2 separate regions of the Sus scrofa genome follow, and region 2 is linked to region 1. A link is a contact called in public Hi-C data. All regions are on one chromosome and are shown on one strand. The core of a region is the stretch at or near the end of the contact, and the rest is flanking DNA. Distances in the headings are between cores, read along the strand shown. Region 1 has its middle 370 kb from the start of ONECUT1. Region 2 has its middle 220 kb from the start of ONECUT1.

Evidence for each region. A called contact is a pair of places that touch in the nucleus more often than the background predicts.
Region 2: a Hi-C map of liver shows a contact between it and region 1, with 4 times the contacts expected there. The contact joins two enhancer-like sites. A contact is called at or near these places in 3 of 47 Hi-C or Micro-C datasets (epiblast stem cells and liver).

What each region holds. Positions count from the first base shown.
Region 1 is chr1:118,539,529-118,543,624 of Sscrofa11.1, forward strand. No RefSeq gene overlaps it. Among named protein-coding and RNA genes, the nearest start is that of ONECUT1, 370 kb to the right of the region's middle. Within about 2 kb of position 2,158, at least 4 of the 83 cell types and tissues checked have an H3K27ac peak or open chromatin away from gene starts, as enhancers often do. A contact at or near this core is called in liver, where this site is marked.
Region 2 is chr1:118,690,817-118,694,959 of Sscrofa11.1, forward strand. No RefSeq gene overlaps it. Among named protein-coding and RNA genes, the nearest start is that of ONECUT1, 220 kb to the right of the region's middle. Within about 2 kb of position 2,420, at least 2 of the 83 cell types and tissues checked have an H3K27ac peak or open chromatin away from gene starts, as enhancers often do. A contact at or near this core is called in liver, where this site is marked.

The DNA.
Region 1 (4,096 bases), core at 908-3,407:
ACTGGGTGGTACTCTTCCTTGAGTCTTCTCCAACAGTGCGAATGAAATAGAAATTAATATTACTATCAAGTTGTCATGTATGTAAATCACCTAGCCCAGAGTGCGGTACATCAAAAAAAATCCATTTCATTGGGAGTACCTATCAGGCTCAGCAGAAATAAATCCGACTAGTATTGATGAGGATGCAGGTTCAATCCCTGGCCTCAATCAGTGGGTTAAGGATCTGGCACTGCCGTAAGCTATGGTGGTGTAGGTTGTAGACATGGCTTAGATCCCGAGTTGCTGTGGCTGTGGCAAAGGTCAGCAGCTGTAGCTCTGATTCAGTCCCTAGCCTGGGAACTTCCATAGGCCACAGGTGCTGCCCTAAAAACCAACAACAACAAAAAAATTCACTTTATTAACTATTTTACCAAGTGCTACATGGTTCTGGCACTGGAACTAAGACCCAAAGTCTGATGGGAGAACAAATATGAGAATAAATACAACTTAAGTGATATTAAAAATAACAGATAGCCTGTAAGATTCAGACACCAACCACTTAGCAAAGGCTGGTCATGGCTTTGTGTGCCAGAGATTCCTACCCCTGCTGTGTAAGTCTTAACTGCTAAGTAGCAGGAACTTAAAAAGGCTTATAGGAAGGGTGGTATAGGACAATGGGGAGAAATCTGGTGGTCCAGGATGTAAATGTTTACCAACCAGAACATAAATAGTTCAATATTATAGCAACTGCATAGCCATGCCAATGGCCATCATCTCAGTATCATTTCTGATAAATAACAAAAGTATCATTGCAATGTCAGAGGGTGCTGGGAGTGTTCAGATTACCTGTTTAGAACAGCTTTTAGGAGTTCCTGCTGTGCCGTAACAGTATCAGTGGTGTCTCTGTAGCGCTGTGATGCAGGATCCATCCCCGACTCAGCACAGTGGGTTAAGGATTTGGCATTGCCTCTGTGGCATAAATTGCAAATGGTCCACGAGAGATGGTCAAATATGAAGAAAAAAAAAAGAAGAAGAAAAGATTTTGATCTAAGACCTTGTCAGCCAGACAAGTTCAGAGAAGGTAAGGTTTTCAGGGAAAAGGATAAGTTTGGGCACAACTACAGAGGCATAAGAGACCAAGGAAAAAATTGAGAAAGGGAGATTGACTTTTATTATTATTAATAATAAATGAATAACTATTACCATTATTATCACTAGAAAGACAAATTATCACCCTTAAATAGGTGAGTGGTTGTTTTCCAAAAGTCCAAACTGGTCATATTATTGAGGCATTGGGCATTCCCCCATCTCTGCTCTTACAGTGGCCTGCATCCTCAGCCCCACTACGTACAACCCCTGGGTGAGTTCTCTATTACTCCCATGTGGCAAGGTATACAGGCCCCTCTCCTTCAATAGCTTGCATCAGAGGAGCTTTGACAAACAAAACCAAGTCTTTCTGAGACAGCTTTATAAATCAGAACCTACAGATGAGCTGGCCTCAAAGAAAAATGACTCAGGGGTTGCCAACCTAGAGAAGCTGACCATGATGGAGGACTAATTGTCCATCAGTGATCAGGCAACCAGCCAATGGGGATGAAAGAGAAGATGAGTGCACCACCATTGGGATCAATGTGGCTGCTGATCAATGTGGGCAGAAAGCAATGGCCAGAATGGGGAGCAAGTTGCTCAGTTTGGAAAACTAACCTGCCTTTGAAGAGTGACTAACATCAAATGGAATTCATGCTGCTTATAAAGATGCCACAGAGTTACTCAAATTGACATTTCGCTGGATGCAGCCAGTAGATCTAGACCTGACCCCCAAAACAAACACATTCTGTTCTTCTGACCAATTTGCATCTTTCAAGAATTCTGTAAAGTGTTATATTGACTTGGTTAGCAAAGTTTAAAGTAAAAATATTCAATATTGAGGTCAAAAACAGACTTTATAACTGAACCTAACAGAGAATGTCTCATCAAATCTCTTCCTTTTATAGAGGAAAAAACCTGAAGCTCAGAGAAGTGAAGTGAGTTGCCCAGAATCACAAAGCTCACAGGCAGCAAAGTGAGAAATAACACTGGAACCTTTGGTTTCTAAGTCCAATGACCTTTCTCTCACTCCTAGGCAGCGTCCTTTGATCTTAAACCACAAGTTTAAAGAGGCATTCATACTTTGGCAGGGCAGACAACTTTGCCCAGCAGGAAGAAGTCCAGAGTGGGGCCTTCCCACACAGACAAAGCCAGGGCCAGCAAAATCCCAGAGCACAAGTAGGCACAGGATAAACAACAGACCATGGCCTCACTACAGCCAACTCACACCACTGAAAAGTGAGCATGCTTCATTTTAATTTCAACATCATTCTCCACAGCAGTTTTGTCCTACGTACACAAAGAAAGTCACCCTAAGCTGCTCGATCTGAAACTGCTGTGGCAAGTGCGAGTTCACCCTCAGACAGCAGGCACAGAGAGCGGTCACTTTGTGGGCTGCTGCCCCAGCTTTGTGTTCATATTTGGACAGGAATACATGCAGCTGGTATTTGAGCAGCCACTTCCTCCTGCCGTGTCCTGTGCTGACGCCTAGGGGGCGCTCTCGATGTGCTCCGCAGCCCAGGAGCATCATAACAGCCCAAAGTAACAACCAAAAAGACACAGCAGGGGTTTTTCCCCTTTTTAATTTACTCCGACGTGTTAAGGAACAGTAAAGACACAATTCCAATCTCAAAGAGGGTTTAAAAAACCTGCCTTGCTTACTGAGGCAGTGAAATATTTAAAATATATTTATTAATTGGATTATTTCCTTTCTGCCTCTCCCTTTAATTTTTTTTCCTAATCTGCCCTAAAAGTCAAAGTATGTTTCTATCCATTTTTATGGCATATGGCAAGCTTTAATGATAACAGAGTAAAGTCGTCTCCTGATTAAAATGGCTAGCTGAAACGACCTGCTTTTATTCCTGCTACTACTTGCCCTGTAACATAATGACCAGCTTTAAATCCATCAAAGTGGAGTACACAGTGCGATTGCAAAGGTTCAGACATGGAAATCCAGTAAATTTTATCTGCTATTCGGCCAAAGGATGCTCTCAAGTAGAGCTCCAGCCTGCTGAGTTTAAAAGATCAATTCCTCAATTCCTAATCATTCATCCCAGCCAGGGATCTGCATCTACCTCTTTCTCCAATTCATTCCCAAAATGTTCTCCTGAGGCATGGGCAGAGTATGCACAGGTTTCGAGAAGTTTAAGTGAAGAACTTAGAAATGCTTAGGATTCCTATTACCATGTGTAAGAAGAAAAAAGTCACAAGTTAAAAACAAGGCAAAAGGCAGCCCAAATAATTGAAATTAACAGATATTATTGAGTGACTTCAAAGTAGCTAGGCAGGATTAATAAGTGATCATTATGGCTAATATTAAAATGTATGTGTGTGTACATGTATGTACTCATATACAAATACATTATATCCTTTCACATCCAGAGAGTCAGGTTTTGTTACATGTATGTTTGCATATGTGAACAATTCTAGAGAAGATTATCTTGCACACAAAGCAAACAACCCTGCCCCCATTGTGAAAGAAGCAGATCCCCTGAGATTAGGGAAGAAGGAATTGCTTATGGTCAGCATAGGCCGGGAGAACAATGGAGACCTCCGCTAAAAGCATAGCAGCAGCAGCAGCCGGCTAGGATGGGTGGGGGACTGACCACATGGCCATTGCAAACTAGATGGCATTGTCAGTGTCACCACAAGTGACTAAAAAGGGCTCAAATTTGCAATTGTTATGATTAGCAGGTGGTTTAAGAGATATGAGGCCCACAAAGTGACTCAGACTGTGGGTCGGGGGGTGGACACCAGAATGCATTTTACTTTTTCCTATAGCACAAAATAAAGAGGCTTAGAAGCAGTTTCCTACTTGAATATATGAAAGATTGCAAATTCATATAAGTTAAAATAATGAAGATTATAAAATACAAAGTAGTTTCCAACATAAAGAATAGAAAATGGACAGATCCTTAAAATACTTTTGTTATAGTCTCATACAATCATTGTACATGAATTATGATAAATGCTATCAAATTACAACAGACAGGAAAAATTAATACCTATAATTTTTTAAAAGCCAGCTTAA
Region 2 (4,143 bases), core at 1,170-3,669, 150 kb after region 1:
CTGATTGTATTGGTTTCTCTTCTAGAAAAGTAATTTTTTCCAGCACACTCTTCCTTACTGGAATTTCTTGAATGAGCTTTCTGAAGTCATGAAATCTGTGGGGTCCTTAAGCTTTTTTTTAATCGGCAGAGCAAGGTTAAGAAAGTGTCTATAAAGTAAATCCCTTTATTCAAGGGAGAGACAGAAAGTGAAAAATTCTTATGAATACCACACATGTACCAGGTATAAGCAGCAACAATAGAAATCATTGGAACAACAGCCAGTGTGTCTTAAAAGCAGAGCACATGGCTATGCTTAGCAATAATTACTTTTAAGACATCTCAGACGGGATCTACAAATCACACCTCCAGATCTCACAGTTCTTCACTGCCTTTGGAGTTTTCAGTGAAAGGAATCATTTATCTCATGATAGTAATTAGATGGAAAGATGACTATGGCATCTTATAAGTAAAATATTGCATTGATCTGGACACTGGATACCCAGGTCGCATTTATTCACAAATGCATTTTCTCAAAAAACAATCATTTGTTTTCTTTGAAATAAACAAATTGTTCCTACAAGAGAAAAATTTCCCAAATGGACACACTGGAGGGTAAAGCTGCCTTAAACACCTGCCGTCCAGCCTGAGTGTTCTAGAAATTTCTGAACATGTATTGAGTGATTTCAGATTCCAGCAGCCCCATTTTAATCCTCCTCTCCTCAAAACCTTTTCATTTCACTTAGAGCTATCAATTGTCCATGAGTCCTAACTTGACCAATATAATAAGCCAGTTTCCTATGTTTCCATCCGCTTATTTCATCATATTCATGAGTTACAAATTTTTAAGTGTTTTTAAATTACCTGTTTTTAAATCTTTTTTAATTTAATTGAACTTAAGACTCCAGTGATAAAGGAAAGACAATTAAAAGCAAATCAAAAATGCAAATTAAAACATTACCATTTTTTACCTATCAAAGAGCAAAAAATTAATATTTCATAAAATTGGTGAAATATAGCACATAAATACCATGTAAGCAGTATAAAATGGTAAAATCATTTTAAAAAATAATTCAATGGCATATATCAATAGCCTTTTGAATGAATATATCCTTTTGATCTAATCTAAAGAAATAACTTTAAATAATAAAAATATTTATGCTTGAAAAGGTTCACAGCAGTGGTACATGAAAATAGCATAAAAAAGGAAACAATCTAAATTTCAAAAATATGGAATGATTAAGTTGTGGAATGATCACTCAATTAATGAACCATTATAAAGTGTGAATGGCTACAAAGAATTATAACAAAGAGAAATCCCTCTACTTTAATAAGTGGAGAGGACTACCAATAATATAACTACATGAATGGAAATGGATACAGAGAAAATACACTGAAAAGAAATAACCCAAATGCCAGAAATAATGTTAGATTGGAATCAGATGATAAATAATTATTTTTTCACTTATCCAAATATTCTTTCAATTTGCACATATAATGTTTCTCATAGAAATAAGCATAAAAACTTGTAAAAAGTGGAATGATAACTTGCCTTTGAAATCATCTGGGATGGTTTTCAAACATGCAATGGAAGTTTTTCTTTTTGGGGTGGGGGGGTGGCCGCACCTTTGGCACATAGAAGTTCCCAGCCTAGGGGTGCAATCAGAGCTGCAGCTGCCAGCCTACACCACAGCCATAGTAATGTAGAATCTGAGCCATGTCTGCAGCCTACACCACAGCTCATGGCAATTCCGGATCCTTAACCCACTGAGCAAGGACAGGGATCAAGCCTACATCCTCATGGATACCAGTCGGATTCATAACCTGCTGTGCCACAAGAGGAACTCCCCAAAATTTTACATTTTTATTTGCCTAATATATGTACCAAAAGCAGGGAACTGGAATGTTGCTTTGGTAAAATGATTTTAAAAGTAGCTGGACTTTTTCCCATAAGTAGTATAAAGTTTTTCAGCAGTGGGCAGCCATAAAACCAACAGTAAGGACTGAGTAGGTATCTTGAGATTGCGTGGTGCAGTAGAAAAAGACTTTTAGTCAAGCATTCTAGATTCTAGATCCAGTGCTGCTATTAACTGAGGAAAAAAAATGAATTTTACACTTCAATTTTTTTCATTCAAACAGATAAGAATTACTTTTAATCCATAAAACTAAAAAGTTATGATGGATGATTGGATAAAATCATTCAAGGACAATGGGCAAAATACCTGACATCACTCAGGTTCAGCTCTCACTTCTCCCTCTAGAATAATAACTATTTTATTTTTTCACTCTTCTTCTGGTTGGACTAGCCACTTTATTAAATAGTCCCTCAGTTTCATCATCTAGAATGGTGCCAGTGTTGATGTCACTCACCCCTGGGGCAAGATGGTTGTCCCGATTTCCACAGCCATATCCAGACGGATGGTGTGCCTGGCTCCTTCAGAGAGAAGTGCTAACCAATGGCACAGGCCCCCAAGGGGGTGTGGCAAGAGGACAGGCTAAGTCAGTCCATTGACCTGACCTGCATATATCTGAAAACTGGACTGCAAAAACAAACGAAAGTGAAGTGTAAGCCCAAATGTCCCAGAAAGAGAACAAAGTCTGAAGCTAAGCATATCTTTAACAAGATTAGGCCAACAGCTGGACACAATTTTCTATCTGGGATTCTCTCATGAGGGAGAATCACCATCATCAGATCCAAGCATGACATGAATATGTTGTCTACAAAAAGTGCCAGAAGTTTTAAGTGAATGTCCTCCTTACCAAGAACAAACACCAATGCTTTTTCCCTGAGCCTCCCTAAGAATCCAGATGGTCAAGTAGCTTGTAAGGGTTACAGACGCAAGTCTTGAACTGATTTCTTTCTTCAACTATCATTGATCAAACTCCACAAAGTGACAAACAAAGAGGATGCAAAGGATACACAATCCTGATCTGTACAAGGTTTGAAGTCCACTGAAAATAACTAAATGTTACACATTTAGCATCTTGTACAAGATCTAGTGCTTTCAATGAAGTGCTGCATTTAAATTTCCAGAAGCCCTACAAGGTCCTGATTGGCATAAGCTGCCAAACTGAGGAAAGGACACAATTAAGACTAAAAAAGCCTCCTCTGTCCATGTCTGGGATAGACAAATATCCAAAGAACAAGAAGAAAATGGGCACAGAATGTGGCAAGTTGAAAGAGTATAAGAATATATCACAGTATACTTTTCTCTTGGGCGAAGGGGAAAAGAAGTGCATCTGCATGTTCCCCACTACAATGTGCCCTGAGGGTCCCATGTAAGAGTGATAAGGAGAAGCAAAGTCCCTTGGGACTCTCATTTTAGAAGGGAGGAGGGGGAGTACTTGCAATTCCTATGAATACTTCTTGTCCAACTCCTCTGCTGCAGGGTTCTAGTACCAACAGTCCCAGCCTTGAGATATAAAGAACCTAGAGTCAGCAGAGCTAGGGAAAATCCTGAAGTTGATCCACCTAGCTGCAGAATTGGTGCTTATTTTTCTTACCGAGTAATCTAGCGTTCACCAGGAAACTATTTTCCCAGGAAGCAGAGAGCCCTCTGCCATCTTCATTTTGCTCAAACCAACTTCCTATCCTACAGCCTCAATCTTGTTATCCCCAAGTAAAAAAATCATATAATGGAGAAAAAATCATATAATGGGGAAAAAAATCATATAATGTTAAAGTTGGAATGGACTTCAGAAATCGTTTTGTCCAGTCTCTCATTTTATAAATAGACAAATGGAAGCCCAAGAAAAGATCGCACCTTGCCTAAAGCCATTCAACCAAGCTCCATACTTGTTGTGCCATGGGCCAAGGTAGACCTATCTGCTCATACACATCTGTGCAGCCATTCATACATGCTCTTCTATAGCAAGTGAATGGCACACTTAGAAGTCACTTCCCTAAGTTGTATATTTGTCACTTTAAGGACTACCTGTACTAAACATAAATACAGTTTGTACCACAAAGGAAATACATTTGGACAAGTACTTCTGTTCCAACTCTGTATTGTGAATATGAACTTGAAGCTAAAAGGGAAACACTACTATTATCTTAAAATGACTTCACCAGTGCTGGTACTGGTATTCCTCATTGATTAGAACTTGCTTTTGACTTACTCCCTGCTTAATATCTCCCATTAAAGAAAATAAAGCAGATTCCTAA